Regions from separate parts of the Mus musculus genome. Here region 1 is linked to region 2. A link is a contact called in public Hi-C data. All regions are on one chromosome and are shown on one strand. Each heading gives the region's core, a stretch centred on a gene start, on an enhancer-like site or on the middle of the called end of the contact. The rest is flanking DNA. Distances are from core to core; before and after follow the strand shown. Region 1 overlaps Trappc9 (trafficking protein particle complex 9). Region 2 overlaps Trappc9 (trafficking protein particle complex 9).

Region 1 (3,632 bases), core at 667-3,166, 260 kb before region 2:
TATCTGCTGGCCCCCTCAGGAATGGAGCCATTAGCCTGAAGCACACTCGGGGGTTCATTCTGGTCTGTGCTCTATCTTGTCTACTAGACAACAAGATGGGGACTCATCACTTGAGGTTTCTGTTCTAACCACGCTGGTCCCCAGTCAGCATGCATGAGTGAAGGTGGCTTTCACAATGGAGACCCATGGTGTGTCCACCAAGACTTCCAGGGAAGAGCGAGCCTACGCTGCAGGCACTGGGGTTGCACAGAGAAGCAACCAAAACAAGATAAGCTGCAGAAGGGGAGTGGTCTGGTCAGATGCTGTGGTGGTGAGCACTGGTCCAGGAGAAGCAGGAGACGCGGTACGAGGCTACGGCAGTGGACGACAAGGGCATCAGGGGAGCAGAGAACGCAGTTTCCAGGCAGGTCACTTTTGTGGATGCTGAAGCTGTTACCAAAGGTCACGTTAACTCAGGAAATTCTTTCCACTCCCCAGACTTTGCTTTCCTCATCCGTCAGATGAGAATAGTAGAAGCGTTCATGCCCAGACTTGAAGCACTGGAGACTACTTCCAGCACTCAGTTCATACTGTACTCACACTTACAATGTGACCTGAAGGCTGCCACCAGGGCCAGACTGACGGAGGCTTTGTAGTCTTCACGCCCCAGAATTACGGTTGCACTTACAGCAGACTGCAGGGAGGAGACTGGAACCTGCTGTTGGGAAAGCTGAGACAAGACATGAACTTGAACTTTGTGCTTGGAATGGTTTGGAGTGGGGCAGAAGAAGGTTGTGGCAATGTGATTGACAGGTCTTAGGGACCATTAGGCCAAGGCAGGGGAGATTCTGTTTTCATCTGGTGGCTCTGGAGGGCGGGGCATGGTGGATGTGCTCATTCTGCAGCTGTCTGCAGCTGCCGTGCTACCCAGGCAGGTCTTAGAGGGCAGTGGCTGCTGTCTAAATGAGTGTGAGCCAGAAGTAGACATAGAACTGCTATCCTTGATAAGGGAAGTTTCCCTAAACTGAGGCAGCCACTCAAAGGAGACTCTGGAACAGGAAACGGGGCTACTGCTGCAATTTTGCTGACCCCTGTATCGGAGGACTTGCAAAGATGCTTGGGAGAGACCAAAGACGAAAAAGACATTACAGAAAGCAAAGGACAGTCCGTAGAAACAGCACAATCTAGGGAGGGGAACGTGTAAAGAGTTTGCTGAATTTACCAGTGTGGTATTTTATGACCTGACCGGGTTACTAGAAGTTTCATAGGCAAAAGACGCTTTATGTGTTGAATGGTCACCGGGATGAAGAAGCTAAGCACGAAGCAAAGCCACTCACTGAAGTTTGGTTTCGAAAGTTAGGAGAGGGGAGTTTTAGAAGTGTGTGGCTGAGTCCCCGTCGTCGCTGCTGCTTGGAGCCTCTGGCTCACGAGCCCTGCGCCCTGAGATGTGCATGTGAGGTAACTGTGCTGCCACAGACCTTGATGAGGGATATTTAAAGGGTGCGTCCTCCCTCACTTCTCCATTTGTTGTGTTCATTAAGAATTTAAGTTAGCTGCTCTGCTTTTTGTTAAGGTATTTTTAGTTTCTCAAAATTTCTTTGCACTTGTTAATTAATCCTAAAATTAATCCTACGTCCTCTTTTTTTACTCACCCCCACCCCCACCCTGCCGTAATTTCCAAGTCAGCTCTCTTTTTGCCTGTTTCTTCTTGACCCAGAGTTAATAGGTTTTTGCACCAACCTTCTCCATTCTGAGAGGTCTGAATTGGTAATTATAATCTGAGTGCCCCCTTCTCCAATCCTTGAAAGGAGATTTATTGAAGGCGGGGCCATAATGACTAACGGCAAAGCTTGGTGCATTCTGTATAGATAGCCAGACCCATCTGGTTTTCAGGACTCAGACAAGTCCCTTGGGGTTGACTTTCATTTAAGCATTTGCTGTCCCCGCATCCTGCCGCCCACATCCTTCCTGCCGTTTCCCCCCCAGCAAAGCCACCGCTCATTTGGTGCTTGATTTGGTGCTAAAATGGCATCCGATGAGGCTTAGAGTCTGCAGGGTGGTAGAGAGGCAGCAACACCCAGAGGGTCTGACACCCACGAGCTGGGGCTGCTTCCTCTCCACTGTGGGCACTGGAAGAGAGTGGAGCCATCAGCCCAAGCTAGGAAGGCAGCCACTGTGAGACAGGCCACTCCTTTGTGCTGTAAGGAGACACTCAGGCAAATCTGAGTAAGACATGATGATTCTGTGTGAAGATGTTATAGTGAAACCCATGATTTTGTATGTTAACTAAAAATATTTTAAGAGTTGGATAAAATTCTGGAGACATTGTGGTTACAATACCCATAATACCAGATTTACCCATCACCACATTTAAGTGTGCAGCCAAGTGGCATGAAATGGTCATACTGCACTGTGGGTGCCATTGCTGTCTCTTGCAGAACTCCATTATATTAAACACCCTCCCCATTTAATTATTTTGTAATGATAGTGCACTACAATGTAGCCTCTGATTCTTACTCATTCATTAAATATTCATTGACTGCCTACCTATTAAGGACTGGACTTAGCTCTGGGAATGCAAATCAAGTGAGTTAGGGACTATCTTTAAGGAACTGAGACTCTGGCAAGGAGTACAGCAGTGAAGATTCACTACCAGCCTCTGTCAGGGTTCTTGGGACAGCACAGAAGCAGAGCAGCTGGTCCCCTGGGGAGCCCAGAGGAGCCATGTGACTGGGGATCAGATGCATGTATAGAGAGGTGCAGTGGGCCATGGCTGTCTCTGCAGGGTTCATTTGATTTTTCTTAACACAGGAAACTGGAAATTTGCACTGTTGTGTTTCCTCTGGATCCTGCTGGTCCAGTACAGCGCCGTGTGGTACAAGTGTGTGTCTAACGAGAGAGGTTGCAGCTCACTGCAGATAGGTGGTGTTGTGGCCTAGCTGCTATCCTTGTGGTGTGCATAGGATTGGGGTGTGGCTCAGTCCAGAGAAGGCACATCACCCAACGCCTTTACCTCAGATTCGAGGATGCCAGGCTTAGATGTCAGGAAGGCCTTCTAGGCTCTGTGTGTGTGGTTGCTGTGACCATCATGGCAGCCTATCCCATGATGTGTGCACTGTTTCTGTGTTTCTTCGTGCTTCCTCTCCTCCTCTCTCTGTCCTTCTGAGGCTTAACCTTGCCCGGTTCAGATCGCTGTGTCTAGTGTGGCTATATATGGCCCCACTGAATGATGTTGCATTTCGGACAGTGAGGACCCGAGAGCAGATTGCCTACTGCTCTTTAGCCTTGTCATCTAAGGCAAGCCACGTGATCTCTTTGCGCTACAGCTTCTGTGGGTCAGGACCAGATCGGATTTCCCTCGCTGCTGTGTAAGCAGAGGTAGCATATGCAAAGTGCCTAAGCTCTGGCTTAGTTCTGAGGGGAGGACAGAGTTGTTCAGGTTCATGCTTTGCTTGAGATACAAGGTTCCTGCACTGTGCAGCTGGTCAGCCATTAGCCAGGAGATAAGCCATCGGCACCTCTGCTCCTCAGCTTCCTCCTCTATGAGTCAGGGATAGTAAGAGCTGCACCTGACAGAGCCAGGATGCTCCTCTGAGCACTGGACACACACGAAGGGACACAGTGAACACTCCACACTCAGAAAGCCACCACAC
Region 2 (4,027 bases), core at 499-2,998:
GAAGCTGTGTCAGCTCCCTAGCAACTATCTGTGCCCACCTGTGGGAGACATCTCCCTTCCTAAGCTGTGAATTGCATCATGGATGAAGTAATATGAGAATAGAAACAGGACATCTCACAGTAGGGATTGGCCACAGTGGGCAGTAGCAGCTGCTATCACTACCGAGCTCTGTCTAGGGACCTGGATGTCATGGTGTCCTCTGAGCTCCATCCAGGATTCACTGTCTCACTTCCCTCACTGCTTTGAGCCACCTGCTTATATGAGTCTCTGACTTTCATTGCATGCAGTCTGTTACATTGCCTGCTTTTGGGAGGAGGGGCAGTGCTTGGGACATCTGGCTTTAGACATGGAGTTCAGCCCCAGAGCTGTAAGGCTGCTCTGAATAGGCATGTAGAGATACATGAAGGCATGCAGAGATACACACAGCCATCATGCAGAGAGATACACACAGCCATCATGCAGAGATACACACAGCCATGCAGAGATAAACACAGCCACCATGCAAAGATACACACAGTCATGCAGGGATACACACAGGCATGCAGAGATACATGCAGGCATGCAGAGATACACACAGCCATCATGCAGAGATACACACAGCCACCATGCAGAGATAAACACAGCCACCATGCAAAGATACACAAAGCCATGCAGGGATACACACAGGCATGCAGAGATACACACAGCCACCATGCAGAGATACACACAGCCACCATGCAGAGATACACACAGCCACCATGCAGAGATACATGCAGGCATGCAGAGATACACACAGCCACCATGCAGAGATACACACAGCCACCATGCAGAGATATACACAGCCACCATGCAGAGATACACACAGACATGCAGAGGCTCCCCTGTGGCTCTCAAGACTCTGCTTTTCATCAGGGACATGGGCAAGGGATGCTCAGAAGGGTGACCCTCTGGACAGACACTTGGGGGCCTATGACAGTATGGACAGTATCCCTCCCGGGTGTGGAGCTCAGGAGGAGGCTGTCGAGAAGGTGGAATAACAGGATTTGGAGTGTCAGCTCATTAACAACCTGGACCAGGCTGCATGGTTATAGCCTCATACCAAACCTCCCTCTGCATTACATTCTCCCAAGAACCAGAGCTACAACTGTGTCAAAATGTTTTCCCACTCCTGGTGCTGTGCCTTGTCTCAGACAGGGACTGATCTGTCCCCTTAGACCCTGAAGGGCATAGAGTTTATTCTGGAAAAAGACATATCCTTGGCTTCTTCTGAAGCAAGAAATGGTGGGCATGCCCATCCACCCGGCTGGGCACCTATGGCTGGTTACTAAGCTCTGAGCTTCCATTTCCTGTTCTGCGGACAGTGCTAGGCCTGTGGAGGGGTGATATTGTCCCTTCCACAGCACCAGCCCCCAGTGCTCTGCTAGGGCCTCTCTTTCTCATCATGGCTTCTCGTGCCCATGTGCCAGCTTGTTTTTGGTGTGCTAACCTGCCAGGCATGCACACAGGTGGCACTCACTAACACACACACACACACACACACACACACACACACACACACACACACACACTATTTGGTTTGATAAATGATGCCTTTCTATTAGGATCCCAAGTGACTTTATAAGCAAGCTATAAATAGCCCAGAAGATTGGCAGGGCGAATCGATCGCCATTAGCCACGTTTAGGCCGCCAGCACCCTTCTCTCCCTCTGGGCCAGGCTATAGAATAATTAAGTTTCCTCTAAAGGGCTGTCACCATTAGCTGAGTCATCTTCCTGCTCACCCAACCCGGGCAGCTGTCCCAATCATTGCCAGGAGGAAATTCTGACTGCAGGACACTGCAGGGCTGAACGATAGGAGATCTAGGGCCTGGGTCTAGACATCTGCAGAGACACAGACAGGAGTAGGCTAGCATATGGAGTTTGCTTCATGAATGCTGTAGATGGTCCTCTAAATGTCCAGGGGCCACAGAACTGTCAGGATTCCCACTGGAGTCCCAGTGGCCAGCATTCTGCCTGCTACCTAGAGATACTCTTCTGTATATATTGGAGGAATGTATTTTGTATATTTATTTTTTAAAAAATTAATTCTTTTACTAACAAAATACCATTACGAGAGTATCTCACCCTCTACTTAAAATATGACGAATACTTTATATATTTGTCCTTCCCTTTTCCCCCAAGGTGTTACAGAATCTTTCTTCAATTTTGAGCCTTCGAGTATTTATCACATTATTTAATTGTAACTTTAGCTTTATTCTTAAAATTAGCACACGCAAATAAACTATTGAATGTAATATACCTATTCAGCCTGCCAGATGACAGCTGAGAGAGATCCCCACAGAGAAGAGGCCTCTCTTCTCTCTCAGTGCTAGAGACCAGACATCATGATCAAGGTGTCTGCACATGGCTGTGTGTATGTCTGAGTCTTGTTTTCCCACTCTCATAAAGATAACAGGTCACATAGGATCAGGACCTGTCTATCCAGGGCATTCTCTCTTTGTATCGGTCTCTCTGTCTGTCTCTCTGTCTCTCTCCCTGTGTGTGTGTGTGTGTGTGTGTGTGTGTACGTACGTACGTACGTATGTGTTTGTGTGTTAACTGTGTATATTACTGTGCACACATATGCTCAGGACAAATGAAGAACTCAGAGAATAGCCTAGGTGTCTGTCCCTTTTGCTTTATTTGAGACAGGGTCTCTTGTCTTCTGCTATGCACAGCAGGCTAGCTGGCTTCCAGGGATTCTGCTGTGTCTCCCCCTCATGTCCCCTTAGGAGTGCTGGAATCACAAATATGCACACCATAGCATTTGGCTTTATGTGGGTTTTTGGAATTAGAACTTCATCCTCATGTTTGTGCTTTATGCCCTGGGCCCTGCAATGACGCATTTGAAGGCCCCACACTAGGCACTCCCTCTTTTCAAGTACAAGGCATTAAAGCTTCAACATAAACATGGTCCCATCCACCTGTATGTATTAGTAAATATTTACTGTAAATAACACAGATTAGAGGTGAGTTAGGTAACCTCTGCTAACAAATTAATCTATGTTTATTGTAGAAAAATTAATTGTAGTAAGGTGAAGAAGAAATAGAATCTTCAGAGATCCCCACAGTCCAAGGCAGTGGCTATTAAGGAATAGGTATGTTGCTATAGGCTCTCTTCTGGACAGGTGTCTCAAGCAGAGCCCAGATGCCATCTGTCATCACTCACTGATGTCATCATGTTCCTGCATATAGAGGGCATATCTAAGTCAGGGTTTGTAATGACGGTGTAGTAGTCTGCTGTGTTAATGCTTCATTTTTTAAAAAAATTCAGCCCACCCCTCTGTGCTCTGTAGTTTCTAGATTCTCCATGTTATAGCCAAAGCCAGCCCATATTACAAACCTTCCAGAAGTGAAATTGCCAAGGAAAAGGCCATGTGTATTCTCCAAGGCCATTGGCTGCTCTGCTTATTACAAGACCAACCTCCATGAATCTTCCAGCCCTTAGTCTCCAAGCAGCCATGTGTGAAAACCTAAGTCCCCTTGACTCTTTCCGGCAATAGCATTTGTTTCCCTTTAAACTCTGTGACAGGCTCCTCAGCCTTAAAAGATGGCTCTGCAGCCTTTCCGTGTGTGTTCTTTGATTACTAGACAGGCTTGCCATTTTGCCCTATGCTTACTGGTTGACGTCATTTCCCTAGTCCCCATCCAAGATTTGAACCTACCAGAAAGACCACCTTTTCCATAGCTTCCACCGTCCTTTCTCCCACTGTGTCATGGCTCAACTCTCCTCCCTCTGGAATTTTCTGCCACTCCCCAGCCTGTGCTACACTTGCCCGAGTTCTCCACTGGTTCCTCTTACACAGAATTGCAGCACTCCAACCCTCCCTTTTCGTGGGGACCAGCCTGAACAGAACCTGGCGATGAGGGAAGTTTTATTTCACTTTCTCCATCTATGCTACTGGTGCCTTGAGCCACGGGAGTTGATTGAATGGGTTACCCAAAGCCTCATGGGACAAAGAGAACTATGGCAAACATTCCATCACACTGTTGGGTGACTTTGATGTGTTG

Evidence for each region. Hi-C and Micro-C count contacts between places; a contact is called where the count stands out from the background.
Region 1: a Hi-C map of the N1E-115 cell line shows a contact between it and region 2, with 2.4 times the contacts expected there. The contact joins two enhancer-like sites. A contact is called at or near these places in 1 of 15 datasets of contacts at CTCF or cohesin (pro-B cells) and 3 of 484 Hi-C or Micro-C datasets (the C10 cell line, the N1E-115 cell line and nephron progenitors).

What each region holds. Positions count from the first base shown.
Region 1 is chr15:72,863,970-72,867,601 of GRCm38.p6, reverse strand. All of the region lies in intron 16 of Trappc9 (trafficking protein particle complex 9), which reads left to right. Among named protein-coding and RNA genes, the nearest start is that of Gm41343, 34 kb to the right of the region's middle. Within about 2 kb of position 1,916, at least 86 of the 459 cell types and tissues checked have an H3K27ac peak or open chromatin away from gene starts, as enhancers often do. A contact at or near this core is called in the N1E-115 cell line, where this site is marked.
Region 2 is chr15:72,605,017-72,609,043 of GRCm38.p6, reverse strand. All of the region lies in intron 20 of Trappc9 (trafficking protein particle complex 9), which reads left to right. Among named protein-coding and RNA genes, the nearest start is that of Kcnk9, 59 kb to the right of the region's middle. Within about 2 kb of position 1,748, at least 9 of the 459 cell types and tissues checked have an H3K27ac peak or open chromatin away from gene starts, as enhancers often do. A contact at or near this core is called in the N1E-115 cell line, where this site is marked.